3 separate regions of the Mus musculus genome follow, and regions 2 and 3 are each linked to region 1. Evidence: chromatin contacts called from public HiCAR-type and HiChIP or PLAC-seq data. All regions are on one chromosome and are shown on one strand. The core of a region is the stretch at or near the end of the contact, and the rest is flanking DNA. Distances in the headings are between cores, read along the strand shown. Region 1 overlaps Kirrel3 (kirre like nephrin family adhesion molecule 3). Region 2 overlaps Kirrel3 (kirre like nephrin family adhesion molecule 3). Region 3 overlaps Kirrel3 (kirre like nephrin family adhesion molecule 3).

What was found. HiCAR-type assays count read pairs that join an accessible place to other places. HiChIP or PLAC-seq counts read pairs in DNA pulled down with a chosen protein or histone mark.
Region 2: a contact with region 1 is called in a HiCAR-type map of astrocytes, with 5 times the contacts expected there. The contact joins two enhancer-like sites. A contact is called at or near these places in 5 of 115 datasets of contacts at active chromatin or transcription factors (astrocytes, embryonic basal ganglia, oligodendrocyte precursor cells and 2 more) and 1 of 9 other capture datasets (embryonic stem cells).
Region 3: an H3K4me3 HiChIP or PLAC-seq map of embryonic basal ganglia shows a contact between it and region 1, with 4 times the contacts expected there. The contact joins two enhancer-like sites. A contact is called at or near these places in 1 of 115 datasets of contacts at active chromatin or transcription factors (embryonic basal ganglia) and 1 of 9 other capture datasets (embryonic stem cells).

Annotation. Positions count from the first base shown.
Region 1 is chr9:34,556,813-34,559,958 of GRCm38.p6, reverse strand. All of the region lies in intron 1 of Kirrel3 (kirre like nephrin family adhesion molecule 3), which reads right to left. Among named protein-coding and RNA genes, the nearest start is that of Kirrel3, 70 kb to the right of the region's middle. Within about 2 kb of position 1,493, at least 74 of the 459 cell types and tissues checked have an H3K27ac peak or open chromatin away from gene starts, as enhancers often do. A contact at or near this core is called in astrocytes, embryonic basal ganglia, oligodendrocyte precursor cells and 1 more, where this site is marked.
Region 2 is chr9:34,992,375-34,995,520 of GRCm38.p6, reverse strand. All of the region lies in intron 5 of Kirrel3 (kirre like nephrin family adhesion molecule 3), which reads right to left. The region is part of intron 3 of Kirrel3os (a long non-coding RNA gene); the gene reads left to right. Among named protein-coding and RNA genes, the nearest start is that of Kirrel3os, 14 kb to the left of the region's middle. Within about 2 kb of position 1,475, at least 141 of the 459 cell types and tissues checked have an H3K27ac peak or open chromatin away from gene starts, as enhancers often do. A contact at or near this core is called in astrocytes, oligodendrocyte precursor cells and stem cell-derived neural progenitor cells, where this site is marked.
Region 3 is chr9:34,963,688-34,966,833 of GRCm38.p6, reverse strand. The region is part of intron 4 of Kirrel3 (kirre like nephrin family adhesion molecule 3); the gene reads right to left. All of the region lies in intron 8 of Kirrel3os (a long non-coding RNA gene), which reads left to right. Among named protein-coding and RNA genes, the nearest start is that of Kirrel3os, 42 kb to the left of the region's middle. Within about 2 kb of position 1,678, at least 18 of the 459 cell types and tissues checked have an H3K27ac peak or open chromatin away from gene starts, as enhancers often do. A contact at or near this core is called in embryonic basal ganglia, where this site is marked.

The DNA.
Region 1 (3,146 bases), core at 244-2,743:
ATTTTGCACTGCTACATTTGAAATGTGTCAGGCTTCTAAGAGATCCTGCTGGGCTTGCAACTTCCTGTCCCTGTTTATCGTAAAAGGAATACATTTTAATAGATGAAAAAAAAAAAGAGTCTGCTTTAACCAATGCTCTTTGGGAATACAAGAAAATGTGGATATGACCTTTACTGAAGCCATCTAACCACAGAGTATAAAACAAACCAGAGACTCAAACCCTTCCCCACTTCCCTTGACATCTCCTGAGCTTCCAGCAACATCCATGTATGAGGCCAGCACTTTATCCACTTTTGTTCTCAAAATCTCAGAGGAGCTGTTCTTGGGATGTGTGACCTTGGAGAAAGCATCCTCTAAAAAAAAGACTGTCCAGGCTGGACTTCTAGCACTTTGATCCTCAACTCACACGGCAGGGGATGCTACATGGGGATCTGTAGTTTAAAATAGGTTTTGAGGAAGTCTGGAGGGCTTTTCCATTGATACACGGAGAATTGAGGCCAGGAAAGCAATAAGATAACTATTTGTTGAGTGGCCCCATGCTTCCTCTATGCTGGAGACAGGCTCAGGGATGGATCTCCCCAAGGGTTTCGGGGACTGAGGCGTGCAATGAGGCATGAGCCATCGATGTGTGCTGTGGTCAAGGTGTTTTTCAACAGAGCCCACAGAAGGGAGTGTCCCACTCTGCATAAAAATGTCAGTGACTCTGAGGATGGACAGAGGGTTGCTCAGCAGAGAAGTGGGCTGGATCCCAGTAGAGGGGCGACGAGTGACAACGGTTTGGACTTGCAGACCGCAGAAGCATTTCTTTCGCTGGACCACAAGCTTGTGAAGGGTGACCAGAAAAGAGGACAGAAAAGTTCCCGGAGGGATCTGATTTCCTAGGGCTTGAAATACTTCACAATTTGTCTTGTAGGCAACTGGGGGTGGGGTGTGGGGTGTGGGCAGTCCGTAGGCTGGGGAATGTCCTGATGTCGGCTGGGCTTTGGGAAGACTGCTCAGAAATCAGACACAGTGCCCTGAGTTCCTGCCTCCATGACAGCTCAGGAACTGTGGCCCAAAGGACAGAAAGCAAGAAAGTCCAGTGAAGGCAGTACTGGGAGGGGACAGAGGCCTGGGCTTCCTTTGCAGGATTCTTCATGCTCCAGGGAAGCTTTGAACAAAAGCCAAGGAAGCCAGAGTGGTACATGACCCAGTTCTGCAGCCAGAGAAACAGCATTTACGGAAGCTGTTGACACTCCAAGTCAGCCAAGCCCAAAGACCAAAATGCCTGGAGTCTCTGTGAGTCCCTACTCCCTGGAGAATCTGTCCACAGCATCCAGTCTCCCCTCAGTAGGCTACACGTTCGCCTAAGAGGGATTCCACATTGAACATAACTCAGCCCCAGGCAGTGGTCCTCCCTGCTTTCTTTTCATCCTGGAGTTTCAGAGTGGCTTAAGTAACAGCACGCGACACATACAAAGAAGCAAGATGAGGGCTTGTAATTGCATCAGAGGGCTGTGAGGGAGCCACCCCACCCCCACCCCAGCAACCCCTAAAAGAACTTGAGGGAAGAGGAGGGAGGGGTGTGCAATTTGTTCATTTCTTTCATTTTATGGAACGCTTCACTTTGCTTTCAGCATAATTATTGTTGTACTTTTTCCTGTTCCCCATTTGCCGCGTTAAAAAAAAGTCCTGTACTCCCCCTGCACACTTTTTCTTAATGCATTAAAATTAATAACTCGTAACAGTGACCTAATTTGCTTTGAGTACTGTAACTCAGGGGGTTTTGTTTTTGTTTTAGTTGTGTGGGTTTTTTTTTTTTTTTTTTAAACCTCCCTCCTAGATCTGCCAAACCCTTGACAGGTTACTGTGGCAACAGGCACAACTTGGTGAGTTCATGAATGAGCCTCTTTGTGCTCGCAAAGCCCTCTCCTCCGCCATTATTTGAGATGCGCATGTTTCTCCCTTGCCAAGGGAGCCCTGTGCTTGGTGTGTTGGAATGGGGCTGCTCTGAGCATGGTCCCTAAGACAACATCCAATGGCCACTACCCCTTGCCTGGCACCTGCCGCAAGCCTCCTCACCTTTTCTAATTCCACTCAGGTTCTGTGGCAAGAGCCCTTCCCTGCCTGCAAAGGTTCTCCATCTTAACATTTGCCTCTGTGGCTAATCTGCTTTTCTGGACTCCAGGTCTCCACCCTTCCCTACCAGGGCCTCAGATCTTACTTAACTAGGAAGTTGGCTGTGGATTAAAGCTGGTCACAGGCTTCTCTCTATCCCTTAGCCATCACGTCCATCTCACCTGTTGTCTTTCTCTGCAAGGCACTTCTTATCTTCTCCCTGTGCTCTTCCCTGCCCCATCTAGAACACTGCATACTATGGCAACCAGAAGTCACACCCCACCCCTGCATCAAGGCCCCTTCTTCCTCTTAGAACTACCTCAGAACCTTGCCCCAGACTATCAGGCTACTTAAGATCTGCAGACATGTAGTTTTGGCTTTACTGTAACCAACACCCTCTGCCTTTTCTCCTTGCTACCCTGACATTGCCACACTATGCCATGGATGTTTTTCTCCAAGCTTGGAATGATTTATTCCCTCTGCCCATCTCTGCTTCTGTATGTGGAAGTGTTCCAACAACCCTCAGAGCTTGGCCCATCATATAGCCTACATTGTCTCAGTTGTGTGAATACCTGCCTCCCAGGTTGTCAGCAAGCTCATGGAAGGAGAGGGATGCTTCTGGGTACTGCTATATCTCTGACACCTGGCATACAGCCTGCTTACAACTGTCTTTCTATATCATTCAGGATGTATGAATGAGTGAGTGAATGAATGGACTGGAATCCATTACTGACCTTTCCTTTATTCCCCTCCCTTCTTTGACATTTCGCTTACTCCCTCCTTTCTCCCCCTCCCCCTCTCCCTTCCTCCCTCTCCTTCTCCTCCTCCTCCTCCTCCCCCCCTCCTCCTCCTCCTCCTCCTCCTCCCCCTCCTCCTCCTCCTCCTCCTCCTCCTCCTCCTCCTCCTCCTCCTTCTTCTTCTTCTTCTTCTTCTTCTTCTTCTTCTTCTTCTTCTTCTTCTCTTCACAAGCACTCAGTTACATGAAAGAGGAGTAGGTACACAGAAGGACTTCCCTGTTGTCTAGGAAGACACACATCCAGGGGACTTTG
Region 2 (3,146 bases), core at 226-2,725, 440 kb before region 1:
TGGGCAAGGTCTCTGGAACTCACCTTAGCATATGCCCAGTAGGGACAAGGGGGTGGCAGGTTGACAGCCCCTTGAGTAGGTAGGGAGCTTGAGGTGGAGAAAACAAAGAAGTGGTGTGAGTGGTGTGTGTGTGTGTGTGTGTGTGTTTGTGTTAAGGCTGCATCTCTGGCCCTTAGTAGGTCAGTCGCCCTCCCCCGGGAAGCTGCAGAAGGGTTGGGAAGAGTGCCCCAGGGAAGGTTGACCTTGGGGCTAAGCCCATTCCTATCACCAGTTCCTCCCTCCCTGGAGTTGCAGATTTGCTGACATTTCAGATGCATGCCCTGTGACACCCATTCTTGTGTCAAGCACAGGAGGAACAAGGGAGAATACCAGATGCCCCCCAGGATTCCCAGGACAGGATATCTATTTTATTTACATTTGTTTATTTGTTTGTGTGTTTATGTATTGTGTGTGTGCACACACATGTCATAGTGTGCATGTGGGAGTCAGAGGACAACTTGTGGGTATTAATTCTCTCTTTCTATCCTGGGGAAGGAGCTAAGGTAGTCAGGCTCGACAGCAAATGCAAGGTCATCTCACCAGCTCTGCAAGGAACTTTGCTGTGTGGCTTCTTTTGAGTCCTGCGGTAGCCCTAACAGGTGTTATCAATCCCATTTCTCATTGGGGGAGATTGAGATGGAGAGATTGAGCCAACATTATGACTTGCTGGAAGGCCAGCCTGCAGGACCCTGTGGACTACTGTGTTTGGATACTACCACAGCATCCAGAAAATGCAGGTGGCCAGGTGTGAGGACCCAGAGGACCCATGATGGTCCCAACAGCTGTATTTACTGCAGGCTCAGCCTGCCACACAGGTTTCTTGCTCATGGCCCCAGCCATCTTTGGACCTGGGTGCTAACTATGTTCCTAGCATACAGACGAGGTCACAGACAATTTAAGTTCAGATCCCATAGCTAGAGGGTGGTGGAGCCTGGAATCAAATTTAGGCCACCCAGCTTCAGTATCAGTGTGCTTAACTACCACAATGTGACAAATCCTGAAGACCTTAGATCCCAAGCTGCCAGTTCTGGAGACTTTCCTGTGGACCCTGTCTGAGTGGTTGTGTGTGTGTGTACTGTGTAGTCCCAGCTACTCTGTCTTTGTAAGTAAGTCAGAAGTCCTATTTAGCTTATGACCCTTGTCTTTGCAGTTCTGGAGAAGAAACTGCCTGGCTGAACTGAACTCCTGGAAGGAGATGGGGAGTGGGGGTCAGTCTCAGACAGCCCCTCAGCTTGGGTCCTATCGTTCTCCTGGGCCAGGCTGCTCCTCCTATTAAGATAGGTGCAGTCCATGGGTTTGCAGCCTGTCACAGCTGGAGCACTTCCTGAGTGTTTCTTCCAGCTCTTTCATGTTCAGAGGAGGAAACTGAGCCCAGGAAATCAGTTGCCTAGTATTACAGAGAACCGGGCCTGGCATGGCCCTTCAGGGTCTGGCAGCTGGCCCAGATGCCATTCTCCTTGTGACAGTCCAAATAAGGGTGGAACTGGGCAAGGAAAGGCACACAGTCTCCTTTCCAGAAAGGCAATGTGCCAGGCTGGCTGAGCTGTCTTCCTTGTGTGGGAGAGAGTGGCCTTTTGAGTATGCTACCCTGGAATAGGTCTCATAGGGTGATCCTGACCCCGTCTTCACTAGATGAGGTGTATCCTCTTCTCTTCTGTATCCTGGGAGGGTCAGGCTGGACTATCTTCAGAAAGACCCGGGACAGGCACCTCCAATGTAGAAACACCCTACTCCTTCCCAGTCTCTCTTGGATGACCTTGGCCTTTCTTGACATCCTCACAGTGAGGCTCCACCCAGGATGTGAGCAGCAGACTTATCTCCCAAGAGAAAGCATTGTTCCTGGGGTTGATTCAGGCCCAAGAGAAGCCATTTGTTTGGGAATCTGGCCCCAGGATCTGGGTGGTAACGCCAAGCTTTGATCTGTGGCCTTTGGCAGCAGAGCCAACTTGAGATGGGACAGAACCATCCTTAGAATAGGAATGGCCTTTTATTCACATCCTCTGCTGATGGAAAAGACATTTCTTCTGTTAAGGACCTATGGGGAGGAGCCAGCTGGGGATCAGAACTAAAGAACAAGCATGTACCTTGTCACCCTCTAAAACTGAGGGCCCCAAGTCAGGGTCCTGGAAGGTTATGGCCCAACTGCAGAGCCAGGAGGCTGCTTTTCCTGGCATCCTGATATAGCATCTGGTGGTGTTTGGGGGACCTTAGGGATCTGAGCCTGTCTGGGAGAGCCCCCCCCCCAAAAGATGAAAACCTAGGTTTTCTAAGTTTGCTAGAAGTCAACTGAGTCCAGGCACCACCCTTCAAGATCCCAGTTTTCTGTCCCTAGATAAAAAGGGCCAATGGACTTCCAAGGTTTCCTTCATCTGGAAGTCTCAGCAGAACGTAAACTACACCTGGAATGACATAAAAGTCGTCTGGGGAGGTATGTGGCACTGGTTATTTCTGGCTGTATTCATGAACACATGTAGAAGCCACGACCATAGTAGTAATTCACAGTTCACAAGAGGAGGGGACATGGTAAGCCATGCCACACCAGGCCACTGGGAGTGGAGCAGAGAGTGTGCGATGAACCTTTGCTGTGGTTTGTGGGGAAAGGGGTGGATGAGGCAGGGTAGGGGCTGCACAGGTTTAGGGATGGATAGCTTGATGAGCTTTGGTGGGCTCTGGGCTGTAGAGAGATCTGATATTTTTGGTTGCTGGTCCTGAGGATCCTGCTCTGGACTACAAGGCAGAGAAAAAAGGGAAGCATAGGTTGTGGATTCCAGATGAGCTGAAAAGTAAATAGTAAGTTGTTAACTCTTTTGGAGAACTAGTTAACCTGGCTGCCTTCACATCCCAAGATCCATTAGTCTGCAAGCTGTCAAAACATGTAAAAACAAAAACCAAAGCAATGGGGTACAGCAGGGGCCAGTTCAGGGTGCTACTGTGTGAGCTAAGGAAAAGCAGCCTTATAGGCAAGCACTTCAAGGTACAAAGCTTAGATTTAGCCCTTCCTCGTCTCTGTCCAGACATCTCAGCAAGCGGCAGTGGAAAACAGGCTGGATTTAGCAAATCAAAACACAGGATGACCTATTAACCTTGAACTTCAGATGAACAATGCA
Region 3 (3,146 bases), core at 429-2,928, 410 kb before region 1:
GCTGGAGCTGGTTGGTGGAACTGGGGTGGCGGTGGGATGCAGTGCTCCATGTGGAAGAAGCTGAGTTAGGTGTAAACACCCAGGGAAGAGGTTATCAGGCTTGTGTAGGCAGTTGGGGATTTGAAGCTGCAGACCTGGGCAAGTCTTGAGATAGACATAATTCTCCTGAGGGAGGGGAGGAGCTCTGCTTCTATACTGGGTTGTCCTCAAGGCCTCTACATGTCTGCCTTTTTGGGAATCCATGATTGTGAACATGCTGTTTCTGTAAGTTTGCTCTCAAGTACCCGAGAGACAGTGTGGTGGTGCTGGTCTAACCAGCCAAGACCATAGCTGAGTGCGAGACCTTTGCACATTAATTGCCCTTAAGTTCCTGGCTTCCAAGGCCCAGTAGATTGGATTGGAATACTTGGAACCTTTGCTTTGGTTTCTGCCCAAGACCCTGGTCACTGAAAGGGCAAGCGTGAGGTGTGTATCTCATAGACACTCATGTTTAGACTCTGGTGACAAAATGCTGTGGTTTGGGGGTCACCAAGGCAGATCACCTGTTAGAAAGGGCTGAACAGGGATGGACATACTCAGAGGGATGACGGGAGAAGGGTTGAGGCAAACCCTACTCTGCTTTGCAGAACCTTCCTTTCCTCCTTGTTCATATTTGAGAAGAACACTGGTTTAGATGCACTGCAGACCACTCCTGTTCTGGGAAGTTCATAAGTAGGAATTGCACATGGTCTTTGGAGCCCTAAGCAGCCAAGTAAGAAGTCAGCTCCCCTGTGATAGTTTGAATGAAGATGGCTCCCATAGGCTCATATATTTGAATACTTGGTCCTCAGTTGGTGGAGTTGTCTGGGAAGGTTTAGGAGGTATGGCTTTGTTGGAGGAGATGCGTCACTGAGGTTTCAAAAGCACACACCATTTCCAGCCAGCTTTCTCTGCATCAAGATGTGAGCTCAACGCTATTGCTCAAGCCCCATGCGTGCCTGCTTATTACCATGTGTTCCACTATGACAGCCATAGGCTCTAACTCTCTGAAACTGTGAGCCCCCAATTAAATGTTTCTTTTTTTTTTAATACGTTGTCTTGTTCATGGTATTTTATCACAGCGACAGAAAAGTAACTTAGATATGCCCTAAAGCCTTGTGTTGAAAAGATTATTCAGTGTGGTGCAGCTCCTGCCTAGCAGCTCCGGGTGTGCTTGTGATATCTCCCAGTATAGGCACCACACTGGGGAGGAAAATGGACTTTGGTATGGCCCTGGCCCCTCTTGCATGTGGCAGCAAGGATACTTCACTGTTAGTCCAGACCAACAGTCTCATTCATTCATTCATTCATTCATTCTCTCTCTTCCCCCTTCCCCCAATCTGTCAGGCTACAGTGACCACTTTGACAACTCAACAGCCATGTGGCCCTGTCCCCAAGAGTGACTGGATCTTTCCTCTGCTTTTCAGCATTAGCTCAGAGTCCACTCTGCAGTTTTTATGGACAGAGATGCTCGGGGTTAGCGAGGTGAGCTGACTTTCCCTGGGATGCACGGCAGGCTTCCAGCTTTCTCTCTTCACAGTGAACACTAATTGGAAAGTCCCTGATTTAATTTACTGATGAAGCCCCACTGGCACGCACAGGGAGTGTGTCTGCTGGGGGATGGTCTGCCTTGGTTAGCCTTTCTTTTGCAGCTGCCACTCTTGGAGAGGGAGAAGCCCCTTAATGGCATGGGGGAGGGGCTTCCTGCAAGCCTTCCTTTAGTTACCATTTCTGTCAGTCTTGGAGCTGAACCCAGAGACTGCAAAATGCCTATTTTCTCTGCCCCAAGAAAGCTTGTAGGCCTGTTTTATGTACACCACATTTTTCTTCACCCTCCCAGAGATCATGCAGATAATTGGCTATAGCATCTAGCTTACACTGTCTTCTTTCTCATACAAACATGTCCAAAGCCACTTGTCCAAAGCCACAGAGTGAATAACACTGCGTATGTGGTCCACTGTATTGCAGTGGTCTCTGACTGGGCTAGCCGAATGATGGTGGCTCCCAAACCTTGAAGGCCTGAGGTTAGTTACAGAAGGGGACCATAAAGGGGAACAGAGCCCCTTCCCCCAAATGATGTCATCAGCAGAGACAAAAAAGAAAAAATAAAAAGCCCATCTCCTCTCTCCAAGTTTCTTCTCATTAATTTAATCTAATTTGTTCACAACATTCCTCGGTAAACAGTGGCCTCCCTTTAATAAGCCAGGTTCTTCCCCCCGACCCTGCAATTGTGTCTCTAATCATCCAGTGTATCAGGAAAGACTTGCTGCTAATTGTTGCCAGGCGTCGCACTACCCCGCGTGTCAGGTAAAGGATGGCAGCGAAAGATAATTATAATCAGATCTAATTAGTAATTATAACAGATCCCGACTAGAAATTGTTTTCAGTTAAATATTCCCCGAGAGGTGCTAATGGTCTCCGGGGCATGCTGAGTGCCATGGAACAGGGGGCTTGTGAGGGTAGTACTACCTCATATCTCATCCCCGACCTTCTGTAAGCGAAGGAGACAGAGCCAGAGAGAGCAGCTTGGGGAACTGGGCTGGTGGGTGAGTGTTCCTGTTTTCAGGCCCCATGAGGCATGCTTTCTCCATGTATGTCCAAGGTGAGGCCTTCTCTCTCCTCTACAGTGACCATGGAGTCCCTCCATCAGTTCATTTATTCAGGGCATCAGGACATAGAGGCTTGGAAATTTCTGGAACATCAAAAACAACCCTGAACATTGCGTAGCACAGCATGGGGATACTTCTGCTAGAGCCACTGCTGGACTCAACCGGGTTAAAGGCATTGCTATGAACGCCCTGACGAAATCAGATGGAAGGGCCCTCTTGCACTGGTTCATGCCTCTTGCTCCAGGACCATCTCTTTCTTTTGCCTCTAGCAAGTATCTGTGCAAGCTTGGGCTCATCCTACTTCTGTTAGCCAGAAATGAATTACCCAGCACTTCCTGTCCTTATATCCCAGGTCCTGCATCCTGCACGGCTCCATCCTGGACACCACTGAATCCATTATCACATTGGGCACCAACCACGACTCCCCACTGCCTGCCTGGCTCAGACTCCTTAGCATGGCTCAAGGCCCTTTCCTCTGATTCTGATTCTCTGTCAGTCCCAACACCCACTGCACTGGCA